Linked DNA regions of Pan troglodytes: region 1 is linked to region 2. A link is a contact called in public HiChIP or PLAC-seq data. All regions are on one chromosome and are shown on one strand. Each heading gives the region's core, a stretch centred on a gene start, on an enhancer-like site or on the middle of the called end of the contact. The rest is flanking DNA. Distances are from core to core; before and after follow the strand shown. Region 1 holds the start of ZNF570 (zinc finger protein 570). Region 2 holds the start of ZNF567 (zinc finger protein 567).

Region 1 (6,430 bases), core at 2,731-5,230, 520 kb before region 2:
ACCCTAACATGCCCTTATTCCTGTAACTGAACAACCCACTTCCCTAGAAAAGGCCAAACACTTAGCTCCTCTCACCTACTTAAGCACATTGTTCCAGCAATTCCTTTTTCTCTATTCATCTTCAAATTTCCCTTTCTACTGAATCTTTAACATCAGCCTGCCAACATATATCCATCTTTCTGAAACTTTGTCAGTTATGACTTTCTCCTTCAGTTACCACCCATTTCTTTCCTTCTTTTTTTTTTTTTTTTTTTTTTTGAGACAAAGTTTCACTCTTGTTGCCCAGGCTGGAGTGCCATGGCACCATCTCAGCTCACCGCAACCTCCACCTCCCAGGTTCAAGCGATTCTCCTGCCTCAGCCTCCTGAGTAGCTGGGATTACAGGCATGCGCAACTACGCCCGGTTAATTTTTTGTGTTTTTAGTAGAGACGGGGTTTCTGCATGTTGGTCTGACTGGTCTCGAACTCCCGACCTCAGGTGATCCGCCCACCTCGGTCTCCAAAGTGCTGGGATTACAGGCGTGAGTCACCGTGCCCAGGTCTCTCCTTCTCTTATAGCTAAACTTTTTGAAAGAGTTGTCTATGCTTTCTATTATTTCCACCCACCCCCGCCTATAAATAATGACATCATACAACTTATGTATTAACAAGATCACTTTGGCTGCTCCATTGAGAACAGACTAAAAAGAACAAGAGTGGAGGTAGAGAGAGAAGTTAGGAGAGTACCACAGTAACACAGGTGAGAGATGATGGTTCAGAACATAATGGAAGCAGTGGTGATAGTAAAAAGTACTCTGGGCCAGGTGCGATGGCTCACGCCTGTAATCCCAGCCTTTGGTAGGCCGAGGCAGGCGGATCACAAGGTCAAGAGATAGAGACCATCCTGGCCAACATAGTGAAACCCTGTCACTACTAAAAATACAAAAATTAGCTGGGCATGGTGGCACGTGCCTGTACTCAGGAGGCTGAGTCAAGAGAATCGCTTGAAGCAGGGAGAGGCATAGGTTGCAGAGAGTTGAGATTGTGCCACTGCACTCCAGCCTGGGTGACAGAGTGAGACTCCATCTCAAAAAAAAAAAAAAAAAAAAAATAGTAGTCTGATTTTGGATGTATTTTGAAGTCTCTAATTTCCTGATAGAAGATGTTTAGCTTAAGCAATGGAGCCAGGGAAGTACGTTAAGAGTTTCCTAGTTGAGTTCCCTAATTCTATCCTTGTCCCATTCAGTTTACTCTCAGTAGCAACCAGAGTGATGCTACCAAAATGAAAATCAGTTCATGTCACTCATGTTCCAAAACCGCCAATGGCTCATTTCACTCCATTTGTAAGATGTTTGCATTTGACATATCTCTTATTCAACCAAATGAAGATGTAGGCAGTCAGGTATACAAGTCTAGAGTTCAAGAGAGAGGTCTGGGCTGTACACAATTTGGTAGTTGTTGGCATATACATGGTATTTGAGGCTATGAGACAGGATGAGATCACCAGGGTAGTAAATGTAGAGAACAGGATGAGGGACTAAGACCTGCGACACCCAGTGGTAATGGGTGCTTACTAAAAATTAGAATGAATGAACGTTGTTTGGTTAGAGACTAGAGTGAGGAAGTTGGTCTGTATCCGTATCTGAGGGAACAGTATCCCAGGCAGAGAGAATAGCAAGTGCAAGGCCATGCATTAAGAATGCATGGGTGCAGTGGCCGGGTGCGGTGGCTCAAGCCTGTAATCCCAGCACTTTGGGAGGCCAAGGCGGGCGGATCACGAGGTCAGGAGATCAAGACCATCCTGGCTAACATGGTGAAATCCCATCTCTACTAAAAATACAAAAAATTAGCCAGGCGTGGTGGTGGGCGCCTGTAGTCCCAGCTACTTGGGAGGCTGAGGCAGGAGAATGGTGTGAACCTGGGAGGCGGAGCTTGCAGTGAGCCTAGATCGTGCCACTGTACTCCAGCCTGGAGACAGAGCAAGACTCCGTCTCAACAACAACAACAACAACAAAAATGTACTCACTGGCCAGGCATGGTAGCTCACGCCTGTAATCCCAGCACTTTGGGAGGCCGAGGCAGGTGGATCACCTGAGGTCTGGAGTTTCAGACCATCCTGGCCAACATGGTGAAACCCCGTCTCTACTAAAAATACAAAAATTAGCTGGGCGTGATGGCGCACACCTATCGTCCCAGCTACTCAGGAGGCTGAGGCAGGAGAATCGTTTGAACCCAGGAGGTGGACGTTGCCGTGAGCCATATTGCGCCACTGCACTCCAGCCTGGCAACAGAGTGAGACTCTGTCTCAAAAAAAAAAAAAAAAAAAAAAAAAGAATAAATAAGAATGTACTCACCACATTACAAGGAAGCTAGTGTTGCTGGAACTGAGTGACTGAGTTAAAGACAGGATGAGAAAAATTAGATGAAGTCAGAGGGACAGTCAGGGACCAGATTATGCAGGGCCCTGCAGGTCAAGACAAGGACTTACGCGTTTATCTTGAATAAGATGGGAATCCAATGAAGACTGTTGATAAGGGACATGACTGGTTACCCAGAAACGTTTCAGCAGAAGGAAAATTAGTACCTGCTTGTTTTGAAAAGCAGACAGGTATTCAGGAAATCGAGAAAACACCAACACACCTGGTACATGGCTTTAAGAAGCCCAACAGCCATTCTTTCTTCCTCCTGGCTCTTCTCTTGGGAAATAGCAGTGGCCTCAGATGACTGAGATGGGGAAAAGAACATGAGAAACTAGACTTTTCTTGCAGCATCCAGAATCACCAGTCTAGACTTTTTAGGATTCTCTTTCCTCCTCTTGCAACCTTCCCTCCAATAGAGAGAGCATAATGGAGACCTAGGAATTTGTTTGCATACAATTTAACTGATGCCTAAATCATTTCCCAATTCCTTAGGTTAACAACAGATGTTCTAGGCTTTACAAATACAGACTCAGAGGAATGTAAGTTTTCACATAAAGACACAGAACTAACAAATAAGAGCACCAAGATCAAATAAAAGAGGACCTGACCCCACAATCCTCCTCTCCAATAAATCAGTGATTCTGAAACTTGGTGGCACATTGATATGACTTGGGCTGGCTTTAAAAGCCTCTCCGTGGCACACAGTCTCTCACTCAATCCCCCACATAATCAGAGTCTGAAAAACTACAGTGCCAACCACCGTCTTACCCAAGCCACAGTCAGAGGCCATGGGTATGGACTGCCTCACACGGGCACCCTTTCCCATACCGGCAAGGCTCAGACACCAGGGTATCTATCACAAGCGACAATCTCACAACCCAGTCACAAAGAGGCCGCGGGTATCGGCCCAACAAGGTGCAGCGAACAGTCGCCCGCTCCCGCCTCAACTCACAGCCTCACATTCCACGGTGCCATTGACTTCCTCGCACCCAGTCACACAGGACGTGGACAGGCACACGGGGTGACAGCCTCGCACTGAACGGTACCAACCTCCACTCGCACCGGAGTCACACAGATGGCCTGGGACGAGCTTCCGGAGACCCACACGCCACTCCTCAGCCCACTCCCGACCTGCAGAACAGAACTGGTGGAAGATCCCCTTCCTGCCCCGAAGGCTTGGGGAATCTGCACTCGGGTCTCACCGCTACCCTTAGTTGGATGGAACCCAGCCCCTACGGGCCCGGAAAGAAGCGCCTCAGCTGCCTCCGCCCCCGGAGGACACAAAGGGGCCGCCGGCCCAACTCCCGCGGGGTCCGCTGGGAAACGTAGTCCGGAGTAGAAAAGGTCGCGGCGTCGCAGTGTCTGGCAGCAGCGGTGCAGCTCCGCGCAGGGTTTGTAACACGGCCTCCTCCCCACCAGGTCCTCCCACACTGGCCTCTCCCCGGCCTTCCAGAGAGCCCGAAAGTCCGGATTCCCTGCAGCTCCGAGCCTGGCCCGGTCATAGGGACGGGGCCCAGCGTCACACTACACGGGCTGGTGTGGAAGTGCGCAGGCACAAGCGCTCCGCGCGCCTCCCTTAGCAACCAGGGCGGGGAGTTGAGAACCGCAGGTTGGCCGCAGGGAAAAGGTTTGTGCGTGGGAACGCGCTAGTGGCGCGTCTACTCAAAATGGGTGGGAGGCGAATTCCTAGAATTGTGCTGGATACCCGAGAAAAGTTGGGAGGGGAGCGGGGTGGGGGGGGATGCAGGGTGGTAAACTGCGCAAGCGCACTACACTCCTGGCAGTCTCCCACCCGCTACCGTCAGCCTGGCACGGTGGCTCACGCCTGTAATCCCAGCACTTTGGAAGGCCAAGGTGGGCAGATCACGAGGTCAGGAGTTCGAGACCAGCCTGACCAACATGGTGAAACCCCGTCTCTACTAAAAATACAAAAAAATTAGCCGGGCGTGGTGGCACGCGCCTTAAGTCCCAGCTACTCAGGAGGCTGAGGCAGAAAAATTGCCTGAACCTGGGAGGCGAAAGGAGGCGGAGGTTGCAGTGAGCCGAGATCGCGCCACTGCACTCCAGCCTGAGCGACAGAGCAAGACTCCGTCTTAAAAAACAAACAAACAAAAACCTCGTGACCTCAAATGATCCGTCCGCTTTGCCCACCCAAAGTGCTGGGATCACAGGCGTGAGCCACCGCGTCCGGCCTATTATCTCCTTATTAAAGGTATTAAGACCGGCCCCGTGCGGCTCATGCCTGTAATCCCAGCACTTTTTGAGGCCCAGGCGGGAGGATCGCTTGAGCTCAGGAGTTCGAGAGCAGCCTGGGCAACATAGCGAGACCTCATCTCTACTAACAAACAAACAAAAATCAGCCGGGCGGGGTGTCCCTTGATTGTGGTCCCAGTTACTCGGAAGGCCGAGGCAGAGAATCGCTTGAGCCCGGGAGTTCGAGGCTGCAGTGAGCCAACATCGCGCCGCTGCACTCTCCAGCATGGGCAACAAAGTGAGGCTCTGCCTCAAAAAAAAACAAAAACAAAAACAAAAACAAAAAAAAACAAAATGAAAGGCATAGAGAAGTTAAGTACCTAGTCTGAGATGACACAGCTAGTAAGGCCAAGTCTGTTTAGAAGTTAGGCGGTCTGGCCACACTACTTTTCGCTCACGATCCCGGGTCATGAAATCCAATAACACTGTCACACTCACAATCGAGAAGTCCAGAAAGAACAAATACATGCACATTGTCTCTGACAAAACTGCAAGGTCAGAATCAAACAGCCACGAGAATATAAAACGCGACCATGGTCACACAAAAGGTCGCATATTCGCATGACCTCAGATGTCACTGGACAGGGTCTCTCGCCCTGGAAACCCCACTCCAAATTCCATGGCCGAAGTTTCACACATACAGTCACACTACGTCACTCCTCCCTCTTTTAGCCGCTGTCAGGACCTTAAGGCTCCAGCTGACCCGGCCTTCACTGGCCCTGGAGCTCTCACCACCTTCACCCCGCTGTATTCTAGCCTCAGGTAGAGACCCAAAAAGACGGAACTAAACAGACTGAGCCGGGCTTCCTTCACGGACCTTGCGAACCTGCAGCTCCAGCCGACTGTAAGAAGGAAGTGCCTTTTTGCAGGTGGGGTCGGGGGAAGTAGGGCCGCGAAGGCCTCTGGGAAATGTAGTTCGGCGCAGGAAGCAGCGGAACGATTCGATTCTTCTCAGCACCAAGTTGCGCTCCCAATCTCTCAGAGCTGGGCTCGCGGGAGGCCGCTCGTGCAAAACCTAGGCTGAGCTCCCCTGCGCGGAGCTGTGAGCCCTGGAACACCGTGGTCTGCTTCTCAGGACGCGCAAACAGTGAAGCCAGTCCCGCCCGGGTGAGCCGCGGGGGCCTCTGGGAAGCGTCGCCCCTGGTGTAACGGACCGAGACTTGTGGCGCTCTCAGCCACCGACAGCGCCGGCCTCAGTGCCGCCTCTGTCCCAGCCCGCGCCGGCTGTGCCACTTTGGCAGCGTTAAGTGTGGAATCGGGGCCTGTGTCCGCGGGCTCGGTGGTGAGTCCTCGGGAAACCGCTAGCTCTGAGCGCCGGACTCTTTGTGCTGGGTGGGAGTGGGGACCCGCGGACCTGGTGCCCCAATCTTTGGAGGAGGACGCCGGGCGGGGCGATGCCTGTGCTTGTGGTTCCCTGAGGCAGTGGGAGTGGCGTGTGAAGGACTGTGAGAGTCTGGCGTGAAGTGACTGTCATTTGCCAGACATTTGTCTGGCTGAGTGTGGCCCCGGGATCGTGTCCGTAAGCGGATTTCGTGGAGGCGCTTTCCCTTTTATCTTTCAGTATGAACCTGCGTGCAAACGTGCATGACAGTGGGATCTTGAATGAATGAAAAACTGTGGATACAAGGTAGGGTGTGCTTGTGGGTGTAGATGTGTGAGACTTGGCGTTTGTGCCAGCGCTGCATGTGTTTAGCTTTGGTCATTGGAAATACGTTGTTTTTTTGTTTTTGTTTTGTTTTTGAGATGGAGTTTCGCTCTCGTTGCCCAGGCTGCTGGAG
Region 2 (7,175 bases), core at 3,890-6,389:
ACAGGAAGGAAGGAAAAGCAACTAGACATTTTTTCCTGTTTTCCAACACATATAGTTTCTTATCTTTGCAAATTCTTTCCACATTTCCAAGTATTTCTTTTTTATTTATTTCTTTTTTTGAGGCGGAGTTTCGCTCTTTTGAGGCTGTAGTGCAATGGCACAATCTCAGCTCACCGCAACCTCCGCCTCCCGGGTTCAAGTGATTCTTCTGCTTCAGCCTCCTGAGTAGCTGGGATCACAAGCATGCGCCACCACGTCTGGCTAATTTTGTATTTTTAGTAGAGATGGGGTTTCTCCGTGTTGGTCAGGCTGGTATCGAACACCCGACCTCAGGTGATCTGCCCGCTTCAGCCTCCCAAAATGCAGGGATTACAGGCATGAGCCACCGCACCTAGCTATTTCCATGTATTTCTAATTCATATATTTTCACTCTTTTTGGTAGGAGCATTCAAAGCTATGATTTTTCCTTAGGGTCCTGCTTTTTAATTTAATTTAATTTTTTTGAGATGGAGTCCTGCTTTGTCGCCAGGCTGGAGTGCAGTGGCAGGATCTTGGCTCACTGCAATATCCTCCCCGCCGGGTTCAAGTGATTCTTCTGCCTCAGCCTCCCGAGTAGCTGGGATTACAGATGCGCACCACGACACCCAGCTAATTTTTGTATTTTTAGTAGAGATGGGGATTCACCATGTTGACCAGGATGGTCTCCATCTCCTGACCTCGTGATCCGCCCGCCTCAGCCTCCCAAAGTGCTGGGATTACAGGCGTGAGCCACTGTGCCTGGCCAGGGTCCTACTTTAACTAAATCTCATTTGTTTCTTGTTTCAATATGCAATGGTATCATTGATTACTAAAAATTCTTTACTTTTAGATTATATTTCCTCTTTGTTCCCAGACTTATTAAGACATAATTTATAAACTTTTGATAAAATTAGCTTTATTTCTCTGATTTTATTATTAAATTCTAGTTGTATTTCACTGTATTCAGGCAACATTATCATTTCTAATTACTGGATATTACTGTGGCCTCAGATTTTGTCATTTTTTACTGAATGTTCCACAGCCACTTGAAAGAATGAATATTAACAATTATCAGGATACCAAATTTTATATATATATATATCAATAATATAGATCTGATACAGTATGTGATTTAGTACTTCTATTTCCTTATTAAATTTTGTCTACTTGGCCTGGTTTGGACTGAGAAGAGTGAATTAATGTCTCTTACTGCTGGTAAGTGTCTATTTCTTCTATCTGCTCTAAATTTTACTTTAGGAGAGGTAATGCTATGATATTCAATACACATATATTCAGAACTGTTATATCTTCATTTTGAAATTTATACTTTAAAAGTATATAATGTCTTTCTGCCATGTTTAATTCTGTGATGTGGCCTGAATCTTACTTAGTCTGTTTTCTTTATTCTGTCTTTTTTTGTAGAGACAGGGTCTTGCTATGTTGGCAAGGCTGGTCTAACTCCTGTTCTAAAGCAATTCTCCCGCCTTGGCCTCCCAAAGTGCTGGGATTATGGGCAAAAGCTGCCATGCCCAGTCCTGTTTTCTTTTCATTCTATTTGCCTGGTATAGTTGTTCGCCCATCCTTTTCTTAACCTTTCTAAATCAGTGAATCACTCAGGTGTCTGGGTTTTTCTTTGTAATTCAATCTGAAAGGTCTTTTAATAGATGAGTTAAACCCAATTTGCATATGTTAATAAGGTATATATGTTTGCTCTCTGGTCTTAACTTTATTATGTAATTTTTTTTTTTTTTTTTTTTTGAGACAGAGTCTTGCCTTGTCACCCAGGCTGGAGTGCAGTGGTGTGATCATAGCTCACTGCAGCCGCAAACTCCTGGGATAAAGTGATCCTCCCACTTCAGCCTCAGCCTCTCGAGTAGCTAGGACTACAGGTGCACACAACCACAAGCAGCTGATTAACACAAAAATTTTTTTTGTAGAGATGGAGTTTTATTATGTTGCCTAGACTGGTCTGGAACTCCCAGACTCCAGCGATTCTCCCACCTCAGCCTCTCAAAGTGCTAGAATTACTGGCGTGAGTCACCGTGCCTGGCTTTTATCATGTGATTATTTTGTTAATTCTGTCTTGCTCACTCTCTCTGCATATATCTGGGAAGTCTTACTATACACAAGTTATTTTCTGTCTCTCACTACCAGTTAAGCTTCAGAAGGGAAGATATGTATGTATGTGATATTTTTTTCCCCACTGATTTATTCCGTTACCTAGAAGAATGCCTGTCGCATCGTAGGTACTCAATAAATATTCATTAATCACCTCATCAAATCAAAGTTCTGACAAGAGAAACACTAATATTTTCTTCAAAAGAATATTATTTGTGTTCTCTCCTTGTGTCTGTTAAAAGATTTCACGTAAGGAAGATGAAGAATCATTTATTCAACAAGTATATGAACATGAGTTGGAGAGGAGAGGAGCAAAAATGAAGGCCCTGAAATTCTGGCACCGTCACTTACTCACTAGTAAGTTATTGTATAATTCCCAGGTAAGAAACGATGTCAGAATAAATAATGCAGGCCAGGCACAGGGGCTCACGCCTGTAATCCCAGCACTTCGGGAAGCTCAGATGGGCAGATCATTTGAGGCCAGGAGTTTGAGACCAGCCTGGCCAACTTGGCAAAACCCCGTATCTACTTAGAGTACAAAAATTAGCTGGGTGTGGTGGCACGTGCCTGTTGTCCCAGCTACTTGGGAGGCTGAAGTGGGAGAATCGCCTGAACCTGGGAGGTGGAGGCTGCAGTGAGCCAAGTTCGCACCACTGCACTCTAACCTTCCCACCTGGGAGACAGCGAGGCTATGTCTCAAAAAAAAAAAAAAAAGCAAATAGTCACATGCCCTATACAAAAAAAACAAAAACGAACAAACAAAAAATCAAGTATTGTAATTAGGAGCAAGAAAAAACCAACTTACATGGGCCATGTCTTATTTTAGAATTGAATGTATTATTTAATCCTCTTCTTCGTTCCCTCTGGAAGAAACTCAATCCAAAGAAGGTGTTGCTGGGAGAGAGGGGAGTTAAAAAAAAGACAGGAGATTATTGCCTCTAAGCTCCCAAAATGTTAATTCAGAATGACATTTTTCTTCCCCCTTCATATCTCCTATTCCCAGACCTGATACATACATACATAAATTATTAGTGGGAATTTGGACAAATCCTAGCTTTACTCAAAACCATGAGGAAACTCAGCTACAGCAGGATAGACTCAAGAAAAGCAAGGATCACGCTCTTCAGCAGAAGGGATAGTTAGGCCAGCCCATTGTCCCAATACTATGATGAAATCGAAGCCAGGATCAGGGTGCTGAGAACTGCACTGGGTAGATTTTCACTGAATTAAGAGGAAAAAGAAAAGGTAATGAACATTATGAGAAAAGATTAGGGAAACAGAAAACAGACCCAAAAGACCCAATGTATGTGTAACAGAAATTTCAAAAATAGAGGCTGAAACAACACAGATGGAAGAGAAAAAATAAATAGAACAAAAATTTGCAGACCAAAATAAATTCTTGAGTCTTTAGTTTGAAGTACAGTGCTGTAAGAATTAAAGAAGAATCATACCTGCAAACATCCTGAAAAATATTCTTAAGTTTGTCTTTGAATACAGACAAAAGGACATAAATATCTTTTAGTAAGAAGTTGCAGAGGCCGGGCACGGTGGCTCACGCCTGTAATCCCAACACTTTGGGAAGCAGATGCGGGCGGATCACGAGGTCAGGGGCTCAAGACCAGCCTGGCCAACATGGTGAAATCCCGTCTCTACTAAAAATACAAAAATTAGCTGGGTGTGGTGGCGGATGCCTGTAATCCCAGCTACTCGTGAGGCTGAGGCAGGAGAACTGCTTGAAACCCGAAGGCGGAGGTTGCAGTGAGCCGAGATCGCGCCACCGCACTCCAGCCACGGTGAAAGAGAGAAACTCCGTCCCAAAAAAAAAAAAAAAAAAAAAAAAAAAAAAAAAAGGAAGTTGCAGAACAATGTGTATTGTGGCCAAATCTCAGGAAAAAAAAATCAAACACATAGGTACATAAGCATACTACATATGTGGTGTTTTTCTGAGGCTGTAATGATAAATGCGGGGTAGCAATGTGATTTTCGCTTGTGTTTTGTGTGTAAATCTACAGCTAACTCCTCAAGTAGTCAGGAGGATGAGAGATGGATGAATGACAGATCTCTGGAGTGGGGCGTCCTGAGCCTTAGATGTGTGCACAGGAGCGGGGTGAGGTGAATGTGCGTGTGTCTGTGTATGAGAGACCAGAGTTGACTGAGAGGAGTGGAAGCTCTCTGCCTGATCGTGTGAGCCTGAGGATAACGTGAATTTTTTTTTTGAGACAGTTTCATTTCACTCTTGTTGCCCAGGCTGGAGTGCAATGGCGCGATCTCGGCTCACAGCAACCTCCGCCTCCCGGGTTCAAGCGATTCTCCTGCCTCACTCAGCCTCCCAAGGAGCTGGAATTACAGACATGCACCACCACACCCGGCTAATTTTGTATTTTTAGTAGAGGTGGGGTTTCTCCACGTTGGCCAGGCTGGTATCGAACTCCCGATATCAGGGCATCCACCCGCTTCGGGCTCCCAAAGTGCTGGGATTACAGGGGTGAGCCACCGCTCCCGGCCTGTAAATGTGCTTTTTCTTTCACGTAAATAAATGAGATTTACACAAATAGCCATTCACAATCATGGTCACAGTCACCTACAAACCCCATTTACACAAATGATCAGGCACACAATCACACTGTCACTAAAGCACACCCACGCACCAGGTCGCTGTCCCAACAGTAACACACAGCCCAAAGATAAACCCTACTTCCTCACGCATTCAAAACACACCCACCTAAGGGCTGATCCCGCACTCAGAGGCCTAAACTATAGACATTCCCCTTCCGCGGCACTGGTGAGCCAGGATTTCTTACCTTCAGCATCCTCAGGGAAGGCTCTGGTCCAAGCTCTGATTCGGATTCCAAGCGAAGCCACACGCCCAGCTCTGCCTTCTCCACCGGCCCGGGACATCCTTACCTGCCTCTACCCGGAGACCATTCCTGCGAGGCTCCTACCGGAAGTAGCTGTGGACAGCAGTGTCCTCTGGGAAATGCAGTCCGAGGGGAGAGCGCCTGGGCTGGAGCGGGTGTGTTCCGCCGGGCTCCGGGGTGCACTTGCGCAGTTTCACCCGAGGCTGGAGTGACGCCAACCTGTTAATGTTCGTTTTCGGATTCTGGACTTCGGGTTCCGCTGAGGACGGATTTCGGAATAGGCACAGAGGCTGTCCCGAACCCCTCAAGGCGGCCTCCGCCGGCTGTGGCTGAAGATAATTTTCGGCGGGCGCGGACTAACCCGGCTTCCCTTTGTGGAGTTGTGGTGAGAAAGGTGTTTTGTTGTGTGCGTGTCCGAAGGTGACTCCGGAGGAGAAGGTGGATATGAACTGACGGTGAGGGTGTAGCGCGTGAGATTTGTATGTGAAACGATTTAAAAAAAATTTTTTTTTTGGCCGGGCGCGGTGGCTCACGCCAAGGCGGGCGGATCACCGAGACCAGCCTGACCAACATGGAGAAACCCCGTCTCTACTAAAAATACAAAATTAGCCGGGCGTGATGGCGCATGCCTGTAATCCCAGCTACTCGGGAGGCTGAGGCAGGAGAATCGCTTGAACCCGGGAGGCAGAGGTTGCGGTGAGCCGAGGTCGCGCCATTGCACTCCAGCCTGGGCAACAAGAGCAACTCCTTCTCAAACAAACAAACAAAACTGTATGTCATATATTTGACTCAATTTATTTATTTATTTATTTAGAGACAGAGTCTTCTTGCCCTGTTGCCCGGGCAAGAAAAAACAAACAACAACAACAATAAAAAAAACTGTACGTCATATATTTCACTCAACTTTTTTTTTTTTCTTTTTGAGACAGGGTCTTCATGCCCTGTTGCCCGGGCTGAGTGCGGTGGCGCGATCCTAGCTCACTGCAGTCTCCACCTCCTCAGCTCCTCCCGCATCCACCTCCCAAAGTGCTGGGATTGCAGGCGTGAGCCACCGGGTCAGGCCAAAACGATTTATTTTATTTTTATTTTTTTGGTAAAGACAGGGTCTCGCTATGTTGCCCAGGCTGGTGGTCTCGAACTCCTGGGCTCAAGCGATCCTCCCGTCTCGGTGGCCAAAGTATTGGATGACAGGTGTGAGCCACCGCGCTGGGTGGTGAAACGGTTTTGAGGCTTTTTGAGAATGGCTGTTCTATATGCCCGCGTGAGGTTCATGCGGCGAGCGCCGCCACTCCCGCAGTGGCCCCTGTGGGGGTGATACGTGATGTGGCTTAAATGTGAGAGGCCACCTGGACCCGTGTGATTGCCACGTTTGCAGGAGCGCAGCCACGTGCACAGGGATCGTGTGACATTCTGTGTGAGGCTTTTTGCGCTGGGTCCACCCATGATTAGAGGACTAGTGTGACTGTGGCGGCCCCTGAGAAGTGAAGAAGCTGGTTGCGACCAGGAAGGTCTGAGATGGATGAATGACAGATCTCTGGACCAGGGCGTCCTGAATCTTAGATGTATGCATAGGAGCGGTGTGAGGTGACTGTGTATGTTTGTGTGTGAGAGTCCAGAGCCGACTTAGAGGAGTGGAAGCTGGCACATGTTATCTGCCAGAAGGGACAGATCCATGGTAAGGATTTTTAACCTTGCTGAGAGACCAGTAACTCCATCACCAAGTGTAATATGAGGAAATGGTGCTTGTTTGAGAACAAGTGATTCTGCTTGTGTCTGATTCTCATTCATGTATGTGAGATGGTTTGCACTTGAAACTGTCAGTGAGAGAGAAAGTAGAGTGAAATATGTGACGTACAGCTGGCCCTCCCTATCCATGGGTCTTGCATCGTGGATTCAACAAACCTTCAGTTGAAAATATCTGGGAAAAGAAGTTGATGTTTGCATCTGTACTGAACTTGTACAGGCTTTTTTTTCTTGTCATCATGCCCTAAAAAATAGAATATAACAACTATGTACATAGTATTTACATGGTTATTAGGTGTTATAAGTAATCTAGAGAGGGTTTAAAGAATATGGGAGGATTTCCATAGATTATATGCAAATACTGTGTGCATTTTATATAAGGGACTTGAGCATCTGTGTATGTTGGTAGGGAGGGGTCCTGGAGGGACACTGAGGGAT

The links. HiChIP or PLAC-seq counts read pairs in DNA pulled down with a chosen protein or histone mark.
Region 1: an H3K4me3 HiChIP or PLAC-seq map of stem cell-derived excitatory neurons shows a contact between it and region 2, with 6 times the contacts expected there. The contact joins the promoter of ZNF570 here to the promoter of ZNF567 in region 2. A contact is called at or near these places in 1 of 7 Hi-C or Micro-C datasets (stem cell-derived neural progenitor cells) and 1 of 1 datasets of contacts at active chromatin or transcription factors (stem cell-derived excitatory neurons).

What each region holds. Positions count from the first base shown.
Region 1 is chr20:40,529,264-40,535,693 of NHGRI_mPanTro3-v2.0_pri, reverse strand. ZNF570 (zinc finger protein 570) reads right to left here and starts at 3,980. Exons shown (of 4, transcript XM_016935814.4): 1 at 3,450-3,980. It overlaps ZNF569 (zinc finger protein 569), which reads left to right and starts at 3,940. Exons shown (of 6, transcript XM_063801609.1): 1 at 3,940-4,026.
Region 2 is chr20:40,006,107-40,013,281 of NHGRI_mPanTro3-v2.0_pri, reverse strand. It overlaps ZNF567 (zinc finger protein 567), which reads left to right and starts at 5,139. Exons shown (of 5, transcript XM_063801553.1): 1 at 5,139-5,449. ZNF461 (zinc finger protein 461) reads right to left here and starts at 5,087. Exons shown (of 7, transcript XM_001164894.7): 1 at 4,938-5,087; 2 at 2,942-3,030. The coding sequence starts at 2,950.